Regions from separate parts of the Bicyclus anynana genome. Here region 2 is linked to region 1. The links are chromatin contacts, called in public Hi-C maps. All regions are on one chromosome and are shown on one strand. Each heading gives the region's core, a stretch centred on a gene start, on an enhancer-like site or on the middle of the called end of the contact. The rest is flanking DNA. Distances are from core to core; before and after follow the strand shown. Region 1 overlaps LOC112056011. Region 2 overlaps LOC112053050 (tyrosine-protein kinase Src42A).

The links. Hi-C and Micro-C count contacts between places; a contact is called where the count stands out from the background.
Region 2: a Hi-C map of whole larva shows a contact between it and region 1, with 5 times the contacts expected there. The contact joins two enhancer-like sites. A contact is called at or near these places in 2 of 2 Hi-C or Micro-C datasets (whole body and whole larva).

Annotation. Positions count from the first base shown.
Region 1 is chr20:4,115,069-4,121,050 of ilBicAnyn1.1, forward strand. All of the region lies in intron 1 of LOC112056011, which reads right to left. All of the region lies in intron 1 of LOC112053050 (tyrosine-protein kinase Src42A), which reads left to right. Among protein-coding and RNA genes, the nearest start is that of LOC112053050, 8.0 kb to the left of the region's middle. Within about 2 kb of position 3,298, at least 1 of the 8 cell types and tissues checked has open chromatin away from gene starts, as enhancers often do.
Region 2 is chr20:4,217,533-4,223,514 of ilBicAnyn1.1, forward strand. It overlaps LOC112053050 (tyrosine-protein kinase Src42A), which reads left to right. Exons shown (of 8, transcript XM_052887865.1): 4 at 3,607-3,934. Among protein-coding and RNA genes, the nearest start is that of LOC128199233, 12 kb to the right of the region's middle. Within about 2 kb of position 2,624, at least 7 of the 8 cell types and tissues checked have open chromatin away from gene starts, as enhancers often do.

The DNA of each region.
Region 1 (5,982 bases), core at 2,048-4,547:
CAGAAAATTTTAACGATAAGGAGGTTATTAATAATTTAATCGCGCTCGTAGCTCGAGAACTAAACTATAAGGGTTGTATTTTGTAACTTTGGAACCCTCTCTCGAAACTCGAGAACTAAAATATAAGGTTTTTCTTTGCTACAAATAGAAAGAAAGAAGAAAGAAAGAAAAGATCTTTATTTTTAAGTAATGCCACATATCACACAAAATCAGTACACACACACACACACACACAAATACAGTTTAAGTTAAGTTGAAATGCTGTTTGTTCCATTTTAATAGTTTCATCACGCTTATGTACTAGAGGGCGCTAGGGTGATGATTGCACCCTGGCGCTACGTGAGCTAGAGACGCCTCTGACTTAAATTCTGGTATGGCTGGTACTGTTTTTACTGTTGTGGCACCCCTATGAATTTGTTGACATAAACTTTTTAGTCTTTGGATGTAGTAACAAATTCATGGAGTACTGAAAATTTGAAATCAAAGATCGCGACCCGGACCAAATTATAAACGCAGCAAACTATAGTGCTAAGGCGCTTTCCTTCCATGAAAATTATGTAGGTATATGTATACCAATCCGCATTGGGCCAGCGTGGTGGACTATTGGCCTAAACCCTCTCATTCTGAGAGAAGACTCGAGCTCAGCGGTTAGTCGAATATGGGTACATGATGATGATATGTGATATGAATATCTCATATACTACCAAAAGTGTACCTAATTATGCACGTAGAAAACCACCATGGTTGTGGGGCGTTTTCTTTCCATAAAAAATGCGTTTATATGTGTGATATTCATGGCGTATCGCTTCGGGTGCGTCCGATTTTGCGTATTTCAAAATGAATATAATTTATATCTATACTAATATTATAAAGAGGAAAACTTTGTTTGTATGTTTGTTTGTTTGATTGTAATGAATAGGCTCAAAAACTACTGGACCGATTTTAAAAATTCTTTCACCATTCGAAAGCTACATTATCCACAAGTAACATAGGCTACATTTTATTTTGAAAAAAAATAGGGTTCCGTAAGATATTTGGGTTTTTCGGACACAAGGTGTAAGAAATCAACCAGAAAAGTAGGGTAAGGGTAGGTAGGAGAATGGTAGGGGTAGGGGTAGGCTAGGGGTAGGGTAGAGGTAGGATAGGGGTACTTGAAAGTTTACATCGAGTTTCACGCGGACGAAGTCGCGGGCGTATTTAATAAAAGCTGGAAAAAAAGTCAATATTTTATAGACAGGGATCGAACCCATGATGTCGTGATCCAAAGCTCCATATAACCACTTGACCATCGAGTCCGCCATAATAAAACACTTCTGATTAATTACGCAATTATAATTATGACCAAAACTTGCCAATTGTACCCTGTCACATGAAACACTGCTCGTATGATAGAATTCGCAGGCGAAAGTAGGTAGCCGAGACAGTTGACGGATTGTTATTCAAAAACAAGTAGAAAACACTTGAGCTTGTTAAAAATAATATATGTAACGAATTAGCTATAAAATCACTCATGTGCACTGTCTAATAGATGACTGTCCAAAACTTTCTCGTTGCATACCTAATTTGTATTATTGGTAATTTGTTATTGTAAGCAAAATTATTTGGATGAACTTTTTCCTTAAGACAAAACTGTGACTAACAATGAAATATTTAAATATTTTAATATCTACTAGCGGACGCCCGCGACTTCGTCCGCCCTTAGACCTCTTTAATCCAGCACTTACAGTAGTATCGCTGTAAAAATGGAGTAACTTCTCCCGTTTTCCCAACATTTCCCTTCACTGCTCTGCTCCTATTGGTCGTAGCGTGATGAAAATTATATTATACCTACCTGCCCAGGAGAATGAAGAATAATTGTACAACATTTTGTTAAAATTCGTCGAGTAGTTTTTGTTTCTAAAGCGAACAAACAGACAGACAGACAAAAATTTTACTGATTGCATTATTGGCATGAGTATCAATCACTAATCACCCTCTGATAGTTATTTTGGAAATATATTTCATGTACAGAATTAACCTCTCTACAGATTTTTTACAAGTATAGATATAGATAAGTATAGATTAGTCACGCTTAAACTGGAGAATGACTCAACTTATTTCTACATATTTTTTATCTCATGATTCTTCTAATACTAAAAGTCCACCGGGTTTACAGTTCATGCGCTATAGCATGGTGCGGGTGACAGTTCGTTACACTCCTGAAAGTTTGTTGCGATTCACGATAGTAGTACCGCACCATGCTACAGCGCACATATTATAATTTTGTAATTTATGAAATACTAATGAACGACCCTCGATTTTACCCACGTATTACCCAATCTCGTGGGAATCAGGGATGTAAAAATATAGCCTATGTTAATCGGTGATAATGTAACTTTACACTGGTGAAAGAAATTTCAAAATCGCTTCAGCGGCTTAGCTATTAAAGCGTAACAAAAAAACAAACTCATATTTGCATTTATAAAAAAAGTTAAGATTACAGTTGCACAGCCCAATTCGCCTTTCTTGACTTCAATAAAAATAACAATTAATAATTTTTTCATACTGAAGAATAAAAAACTCATTTTTTTATAGCCCGACGAAGGACTAGAGTCTCGAACCCAACACTTCATGATTTGAAGTTAAATGGGCTAATCACCACTACACTAGATTAGATAAAGCTCCTAAAATGAGAGCTTTTTGACGCGAAGACCCCGATGAATTTTGCCTATGGTCTGCCTAATCTCGAACTCTAAAACCCATGATACACAGCCTGTAGAAAATAAACACTAAGACCATAGAGACATGCTATTAATAGTTCTACGCCAAATGCACTTCCGGTTCTTGTGAAGCAATTTAGCTGGCGCCGTACGCTTTTAGCTGCAGAATCTTCTCATGAATATTATAACATTCTTCGGATAGCTTTAAACGCGTTATGATAATGTACTTAAGGCCCAAGATAGTGGCAACGGTGTTTCTGTTTTGCTATCTATCAATATGTTAAAAATAAATCTCTAATCGATCAGGAGACCTCATAGAATTATGAATGTTATTTAAACGGGTACATACCACGATAAAACGACGAGATTTTTACTGTCGGGACGGGACGGGACAGTCCCGTCCCGACAGTGTACCGGAACGCTAAATCGCTTGGCGGTACGTCTTTGCCGGTAGGGTGGTAAATAGCCACGGCGGAAGCCTCCCACCGGCCAGAGCTGGAACAATTAGGAAACTTCAATCGGCCCAGCTTGCGCCACGGAGGCCGTCAATACACGAGATTTTAGGTGTCCCCGGTAACGCGGGGGCGGGGCTTCACCCCGCGCGCGACTCCCGCTGACTCGAAGTCGCCTTACGCGTTTTGATTTTTGTAAGACCTACGCGTAGGGTCATCTGCAGCTTATTTCACAGACGTCATAAATATTTCATCCGACTATAGAAGGTAAGGTTTTAGTACATGGTTACAGTAAAATATCGCTAACATGCTAAATAAACGTTTTGAATAATACTGATGGTTTAAATAACTGTGCAAAATTCTTGAAAATCCGTAATACTAAAAGGCAGCCTTTTTTCCTGTACTTGAAATTTTTAAACTCATGGTTGTTACCAATAGATGGCGTTATGTACTACATACGCTAATAATAATTAAATACAAGAATTTTTAAAAAGAAATTTTAAAATAATCTCAACATATTCTTAACATCTGAGTCAGTTCAGATTGCCTATACATATATGGTTTGACTATGAAACCACAAAAACTATCCAAAACAATATTGGTAACCTTCGTTAGTTTTTTAATAGATGGCGTCACGAGTCATTAAGATATTGTGATTCATATTATATAAGTAATGAAAAATTATTAAAATGTTCATTTAGCAGTCGTTATTGACAGAGCATGCAAAGAGTACTCCTAATGGTAAATGGAATATCTTCGCCTTTTCTATACACATAGCAACACTTCACAGGCCATGCTAGCGGTGGCGTGCCCAGGGTTTTTGACAAGGGTAAAAAGTTGTGGGCTGGGTTAGGGTACATCATTATCATCATCTGGGTTAGGGTTACGACACTATGTTTATTTATTTTACTTTGTTTATTTATTTGACTTCTTCCGCGTGGAATTTAGTTTTTCACAAATCCCTCGGGAACCGTGGATTTTTCCGGGATGAAAAGTAGCCTATGTGTTAATCCAGAGTAAAATCTATTTCCATTCCAAATTTCAGCCAAATCGCTTCAGTAGCCGCAGCGTAAAAGAGGAACAAACATACTTACACACTTACACACAAACTTTTGCCTTTTTAATATTAGTAGGACTAGCGGACACCCGCGAATTCGTCCGCAAATTCTGGATAGAAAACAGTATCTTCTCAGCTATTTACCTTCGTTGTAGAAAATAATTACGTTAATACTTTTTTGTTTAATTAGTAATTATATATTTTTAAAATGTAACACATATTTGCTGCTTATTCTAATTTAATTTAGTTAATGTCAATTTATTTGTACAATTATAAGCTGTGACGTCACACGGGTCTCAGCTGAAAATCAGCGCCGTGTATTATACTTGTACGTAGTGCACGGCATATGCTGAGCTGTACACCCTTTCTTTTTAAGGGTTACAGACAGACATGCTGTCATAAGGATAGGGTACTGACTGTCTGTAACTTTTAGATTTGAATAAATTTATTTTCTTTCTTTCTTTCTTTCTTTCTTTGTTTGGTTAAAACTCTTAAAACTCTTAGCACTTTCTTTTATTAATACAAAAAAAACTTTGATTCAAAAGCACGACGCGACGATAACATTTCCCTGGATTCAAATACTCAATTTATATTTTAATTGGAATTTTAAATGAAACTGTTCATAAAAGCATTCATTGCATGCATGCTCAATTGAATTCGTCCGAAGGCTTTTTGGGTCAATCGGTCGAAACACCAATACAAGGGTCGCTTGCGTCGAAGTTTTGATTATGATAAATGAAATTCTCGGTAAGGTTTGTTGACTGTTATAAATATAAGATGGATGTAAGCATTTTTGTTACGTTTTTCAATACATTTAGAGTTCCGTACATTTTATTTAACATAACAAAACACATAGTATGAAAATCTGTCGCAAAATGCTTATGAGTCATTTCTCTTAGACTATGTCAACAGATAGGCCGATTAAGTTAGTTAGATTTTTAATAATTATGACTAGCATAATTAATAATTACCAGTATTTTTGCATTAAAGCCAATATTCACCTTTCTCTCCAATTAGTCGGAAAGACTGTTAGGGCGACACTCAGTCTTTCCGACAATAATGATAATAATAAAAAAATGCCAATGATTTTTAACCATGTGGGAGGATAACAACTTGATAAATGTCTAATGCACCAGTCAGGCAAAATTAGATTCGCTCTTTACTCTACACTTGCCCCTGTGCTGTTGACACTTGTCTACTGATGAGAGAGAAAAGACGCACAATCATGTAGACAATTTTACTTAATAAAACTGGCCAATTGTGCTTTGATAGTTTTAGAATTATTCGTAAAGAAAATTATACCTAAAGGCCTTTAAATATAGTCCATCCAATATTAAAAAAAATCCCAAATTCAGAGCAAAAACAACTTAAGAATTTTGCAAATGGGACTACCTGAATTCAGTGAAAGAAATTGTGTTTGGCATTCATTGTCCACTTTTTAATAGGATATCGATGATTTTAAATTAATCCATTACATGTAGATTTAGTTCACTATCACGCATGCTCCGATTTATTTGATCAGAACGATGTAACGATCTCGAAAAAAAAAATCAGTGTCCTTGCCAAAAAACTGTCACACTATTTGCGGAACAATAAAACATTATCTTTAAAATACTTTGGATGTGGTGACAAAGAGATTTGCCCTTGCATAACAATTAAAACTGCCGTGTTCCTCGCTTCCACGGCTGCCGTACAGACAAGGTTGACAAACAGAATGGATATTGTTGATCATCTCCGCATTTTAAACAGTCCCCAAAAATAATGACCCGATCGT
Region 2 (5,982 bases), core at 1,374-3,873, 100 kb after region 1:
AATCAACTGAGAAATGTCACCTTCTTACTTTAAGATATCCACGAAGGGTTGTCACTTGGCACCGGATGACATTTGTTACATGAAATCTCAATTTCGTACCCATATGTTAAGTAACATACTTCAAAGTTAGTGAATTATTTTGCAGGGCGGGAGCAATATTCATTATCCAGTAATTTGAGAATCGTTTGATATACAAATTCCTATATGAATAATTGAGTAATAATGAATTATATTGCTATAATATCCAAATGATACATAAACACAAAATAGGTTTACTATTTCTGAATCATCATTCAGATAAGCAGAAAAGGGTGTAATGCAATTGGAACAGTACATAGGTATAAAATATACATATGAAAGGTCATTGAACTTTTGTTACGGTAACTTGCATCTTTAATTTTTAGTGCAAAAGTGCGACGCATTTATTTGTAAATGCTATTAGTACAAGATCCAGTGGTAACTACATCGACTTAGAAGTTACACCTTGAAGCCTTTTTTTTATTCTTTACCAGTTGACCCTTGACTACAATCTCACCTGGTGGTAAGTGATGATGCAGTCTAAGATGGAAGCGGGCTAACTTGTTAGGAGGAGGATGAAAATCCACATATCTGTCGGTTTCTACACGACATCGTACCGGAATGCTAAATCGCTTGGCGGTACGTTTTTTTAGGGTGGCAAATAGTCACGACCGACGCCTCCCACCAGCCAAAAAGCCTCAATAGCTCTGCGGTTAAGTTGGTGGATACAATAACGAGAGGTCGAGGATCCCCGCCTTTTCAAGTATGGTTGTCGAAAATATACGCGATCGTTTGGAAGGATAAAAAACCTTATTGCAATAAAATTCAATGTTCAAAATTTTTACAATATACCATGAATTTGAAATATAATAAATATATTACCTATGTATTTTTCTAAGTTTGCCAATCCGCATAGGGCCAGCGTGGTGGACTATTGGCCTAACCCCTCTCATTCTGAGAGGAGGCTCAGCAGTGAGCCGAATATGGGTTGATAACGAACTTTCGCGGCCTAGTCAATTCAAACAAACAAACAAAATTTTCCTCTTTGTAATAGGTATTAGTATAGATAGGTTAGATAGGGTCTGGCGCCTGCTAACATGATTCCTTATTCATATATCGGAAAGAAAATATCAAGAAATTACGCTTTATACTTGGACGATCTAGACTAGACTCTGGTCTCTTGACATCTTGATCAAGACACTTTAAGGTTTAAACTTTTAAAGTATCGTGATCTAAAGCCACCTCGGTCCAAACTCCATGATTAGCTATCGTACTTGTGGAGCATCCTTGAGCCTCATCATCACCTATTATACTTATTAACTGAAGATTACTCGAACTTTGATAGGTCCTATATCAACCTCTCAAAGTGCAATTCTCTGACTTAGATTTGTAAGTTGAGATCTTGGACTATAATTGGTCCATCAATGTGACATGTTGTATAACGTTGTCCAGTTTTTAGCATCGCGCCGAGTCGCCAGGCGCAGGGCGTGATTACATCAACCATGCTGCTTACGATGCCTATTTACATATTGCTATTTCTGTCTGCAACTCTAAATTGAGTTGTCGGCCGGGCTAAAAATAACCGGCGGTAGTCATTTTGATTAGGTTCGATTTTAAGTTATTTTTATCTTTCGATAGTCATTGCACTCATTGTCATTTGCCTATGCTTAAATAGAAGCAATGAGGAATAGAAGTTAATAAGGAATAGTGTATTTTTCTAACTGTGGTCCGTGGCTTATAGATTGGCAATAAAGTGCGTTGACCTTTCGGTGGTTCAAGCAGGTGTTAACAACATTTTGGAAACTTCATAGTGATCTTTAATTCATACAAAGTACTGCAAATAGAACAATATTTTGTTGTTATGTATTGGATGCTATGCCCTACATTTTATAACAAAAAAAAAAATACGGAAGTATAATTAATTAGCGCTCCCAGCTCTGTTCGCGTGAAATTTTGTGATTCAGAAATTCCGTATGAACCTTGAATTATTTAGGAATAATCAGTAGCTCTTGTGAAAAAAAATGTTAACTCGAATTAGCGGTTTACGGCTAAACCGCGTAAAAAAGGCAGGCGACTTTTTGCATTTATAATATTAAAATGGAGATATCAAAAATCAAAATTCATCTATTTCAAGTAGGCTCAATTTACAAGCACTTTTGACACGTCAGTTGACTATTTGTAAAGATGTCTACCATTATACATATAATTATATATCTAAGTGTAACTACAATATTCGGCAATTATCTGTTTTTAAAATTATATAAATAAAGTCGTTGTTCTCATAATCATTAATTCTCAAAATCTTACCTCTTAATCACACTTTTTATAGGGCAAGTCCTTAAAGAGTGAATTTTAACCTTGAATACAAATTCTGACTGAGATCTCGAATCTGCCACCAGATCATACCCCACCCCTACCTTGATATTTTTTTCAGTTATATCAAACAGCACAACGTCGGCTAGTTCGACAAGTAGCCTGCATCAATCGAATGGCTTACGGGTTCATTTATAAATAGTATCAAAACTGATCACGACAACAACCGACCGTGGTCGTGGTCACCGCCGCGCGCCGTCGCCTGCCACCGCCGGTGTCAACTTACGCGATGTGAATTAAAAATTGCATACACCTCTCGGGTTGCAGCTATGACACGTCGCCTGTACGTCTGCACTATTTGATACCTAACGTCATCAAGTACATATTGTTTGAACAAAACCTCTGATTTGAACGAATCTTTTTGACCGTAGCTAATTCAGGCCCGCAAAGGGCCTAAATAATCTTCGGCTTAGGCTTAAGATCTTATCTAGGGATAGTGCAAAAAAATATTTCTTAATTTAAACTTTATAACACTAGGAATGATGAAAGTTTTATAAATTAAGAGTATGCCAATAGTACCTAAAGCAATTTTGTAAAAGTAACAGGGTATCTGCGATCATTACTTTCGGAACTACATGGATTTAAAGGGTCAAATTTGCGGCAATGCCACGGATCCCTGAAAGTAGCCCCATACAAAATGGCACGAACTAACGACGTCGTAGGTAAAAAATTATCGTTAGATTTGTATGGGCGTTCAAACAAAATTACTAAAATGTTTGTTATTTGTACGTTTATGTTTATATTTCACTAGTAGTTCCTGAGATTAGCGCGTTCAACCAAACAAACTCTTCAGTTTTATAATATTAGTATAGATTTATTAAAAAGTGTTACATTTAATGTAAGGAAGCTAAAACTGTATGAGTTTTCATCTAATTACAATAAAAGATTTTTAATCGATTTTGAAATTTTATAATCTTATTTATTTTGCAAATATCCAGACAATCTTTGCTTTCTATGTATAAATTAGTTAAAATTGACCTGATTTACCCGAATATATCATAAAAATCTATATATTCAAACATAGTCATCATCCCCATTATATGAAAAGTGGGCTCTCATTACAATGAAACATTACTTGCGAGTCGACTATTACTTACTATTCACTTATGGAGGCATGACAATTGCAATTTAACAGGCCATTGTTCCGCGCTACGTTTTTTACTCAACCTTTGCTAAGTAATCACACTTTATTTTTATATCATTACGCATTTCCAGGTGGAGAAACCGGTCACCGAAGGTCTCTCGCACAGAACGAGGGACCAATGGGAGATCGATCGCTCGTCACTGAAGTTCGTCCGGAAACTCGGCCACGGACAGTTCGGCGAAGTGTGGGAAGGGTTGTGGAACAACACCACGCCGGTCGCCATCAAGACGCTGAAATCGGGCACAATGGACCCTAAAGACTTCCTCGCCGAGGCGCAGATAATGAAGAAACTTCGGCACAGCAAACTTATCCAATTGTACGCAGTGTGTACGCTCGAGGAGCCGATATACATTATCACGGAGTTGATGAAGAACGGCTCGCTCTTGGAATATTTACAAGGTACGTGTTTTTTTTTAAATATTCAGTGACAAGTTACTGAGTATTGAACAACTAACTTTTTAATTGTAAGTAATCAAAAGTAAAACCAACTGTGGTTTGTGTTGCACTATGGTTAGGCTTAATTTCAATGTGTTGTTTGTTGAATAATAAATAAATAAATAAAATAAATAAAAGTTATTCTCGACTCTGATACGATCGGTCCAATTTATTTGTCTAAAGATTTAGTTCGAAGGATGTGCGCACTAGAATATAACACTATACCTATTAAAATACTCTGCGATTTATTCGGCCAACTTTTAATTTTATGAATATGTCTACTGTAGCTCTAGGCCCTAACATGCGAAATGCGAATGCAAAGACATATCTCGTGAAGAGAAATGTACAAATTTTCGACCAATCTCTTTCATCCAAACGCAATGATAGTGATGGCTATACTTTCGGTTGCGCCGTAATTGATTGACTTTTGTTTATTTTTTCTTAAGAAATACGTCATTTGGTTGCATGTCAGGGCGACTTGTTTACGATCACACCTGATGTTAAGTGACAATGCAGTCGTAAGATAGAAGCGGGTTAGCTTGGAAGAGGTATTTATTCAATCCATATACCTTTGACGATTTCTACGCGACATCGTTACGGTACGCTAAATCGCTTAGTGCGTCTTTGGCGGTAATAATAGTTTGGCAATTTCGTTGATGACAATCCCATGATATGCGGGCGACGGGAGGAGAAGGACCGGTCCTCCCGCGTACCATCGGGAGTGTTGCGAACGAATTTGCCAAGCTATAGCAACCGTGCCTATCACCAGACCAACCTGAGCCAATTTAGATAATAAAAAATCCTAAAGACAATACTAATATAATCCTAAATTCGAATCCAGGACCTCTCTGTTGAACCAGAGCACTACAAACAGTGCCAGCGAGGTCAAAATTCGTGTAATTACAGTATAATTTTACCTCGCGGCCCACTAACACAATGTTACGTATTAATTAATTTCTGTTGTAAATTAACTTTGCCAACAAGCATTAGACACGCCAGCACGCAATAGTGAAGAACGGATGATGTTTTTCTTTCTAAACATACCGCGAAATTTAGTTTTTCATATGAAATCATAGCTTGGCAACTTCGTTCGTAACACTCCCGTTGGTCCATGGGGACCGGGAGGGACGTAGCGATGCCCCGCGCGCACGACTTCATACCCGCGCAATCCATCCTTCTGCCCCCGTTGCCCGCATATCATGGGAGCGTCATCAACGACCTTGCCAGACTATAGACTCTTCAAACTTTGTACTACCATATAAAACTAAATTGCTATTAAAAACGGGGTTGGGAGAAGGAGGGTGTCAAATACTTTACGACCTTTTCTTTTCCACAGTATTTGTGTGACATTATTTTTTTAAAATATTAGATGATAATGATTCAGTCACACAGACTTCCCATCTAAAAATCCCTTTATATAGAAGGGAAAGTCCACGTGGTATTGGGATTTGATTCTTACTTGAAATATTAACAACAAACATCTTTAGTAACATCCATTCATATAGAATTACAACACATTTAGAAATATGGTGGTTTAAAAATATTTGTGTGCGTATTGATTTATTTTCCTGTACGGAAACAAATCAATGATGTAGTGATAAACCGGAATAGCGAATTTTTATATAATCAACCGTATCTAATCCGCTAAACGGACAAAGCTTCCATGCTTAAAGTTCCGGTACAGACTTCCGAAAAGGTTTAATTTGTTCTCGTATCACATTCGAGAAACCTGTGCTTTTGAAGCCGAATGCGAAATTTTTTTTTATCGTTTAGTCATAGCCCAACTCTGAAGTCAAAGTTAGGAACTTATGATCCATAGTCACAATGGACGTTGTTAACCCGGCATATCAATAGTCAAGCCAAAAAATGTCTATTGATGATAATTAATTAAAAATGAGCCACCGTAGCTCAGTAAACAGACCGATTGACGGACAAAATACGAAGTGATCTTTATTAGCTCAGTTATAGGTACTCGAGCCTCGTACATCGTCTTGTACCTCTACGCGTCCTCG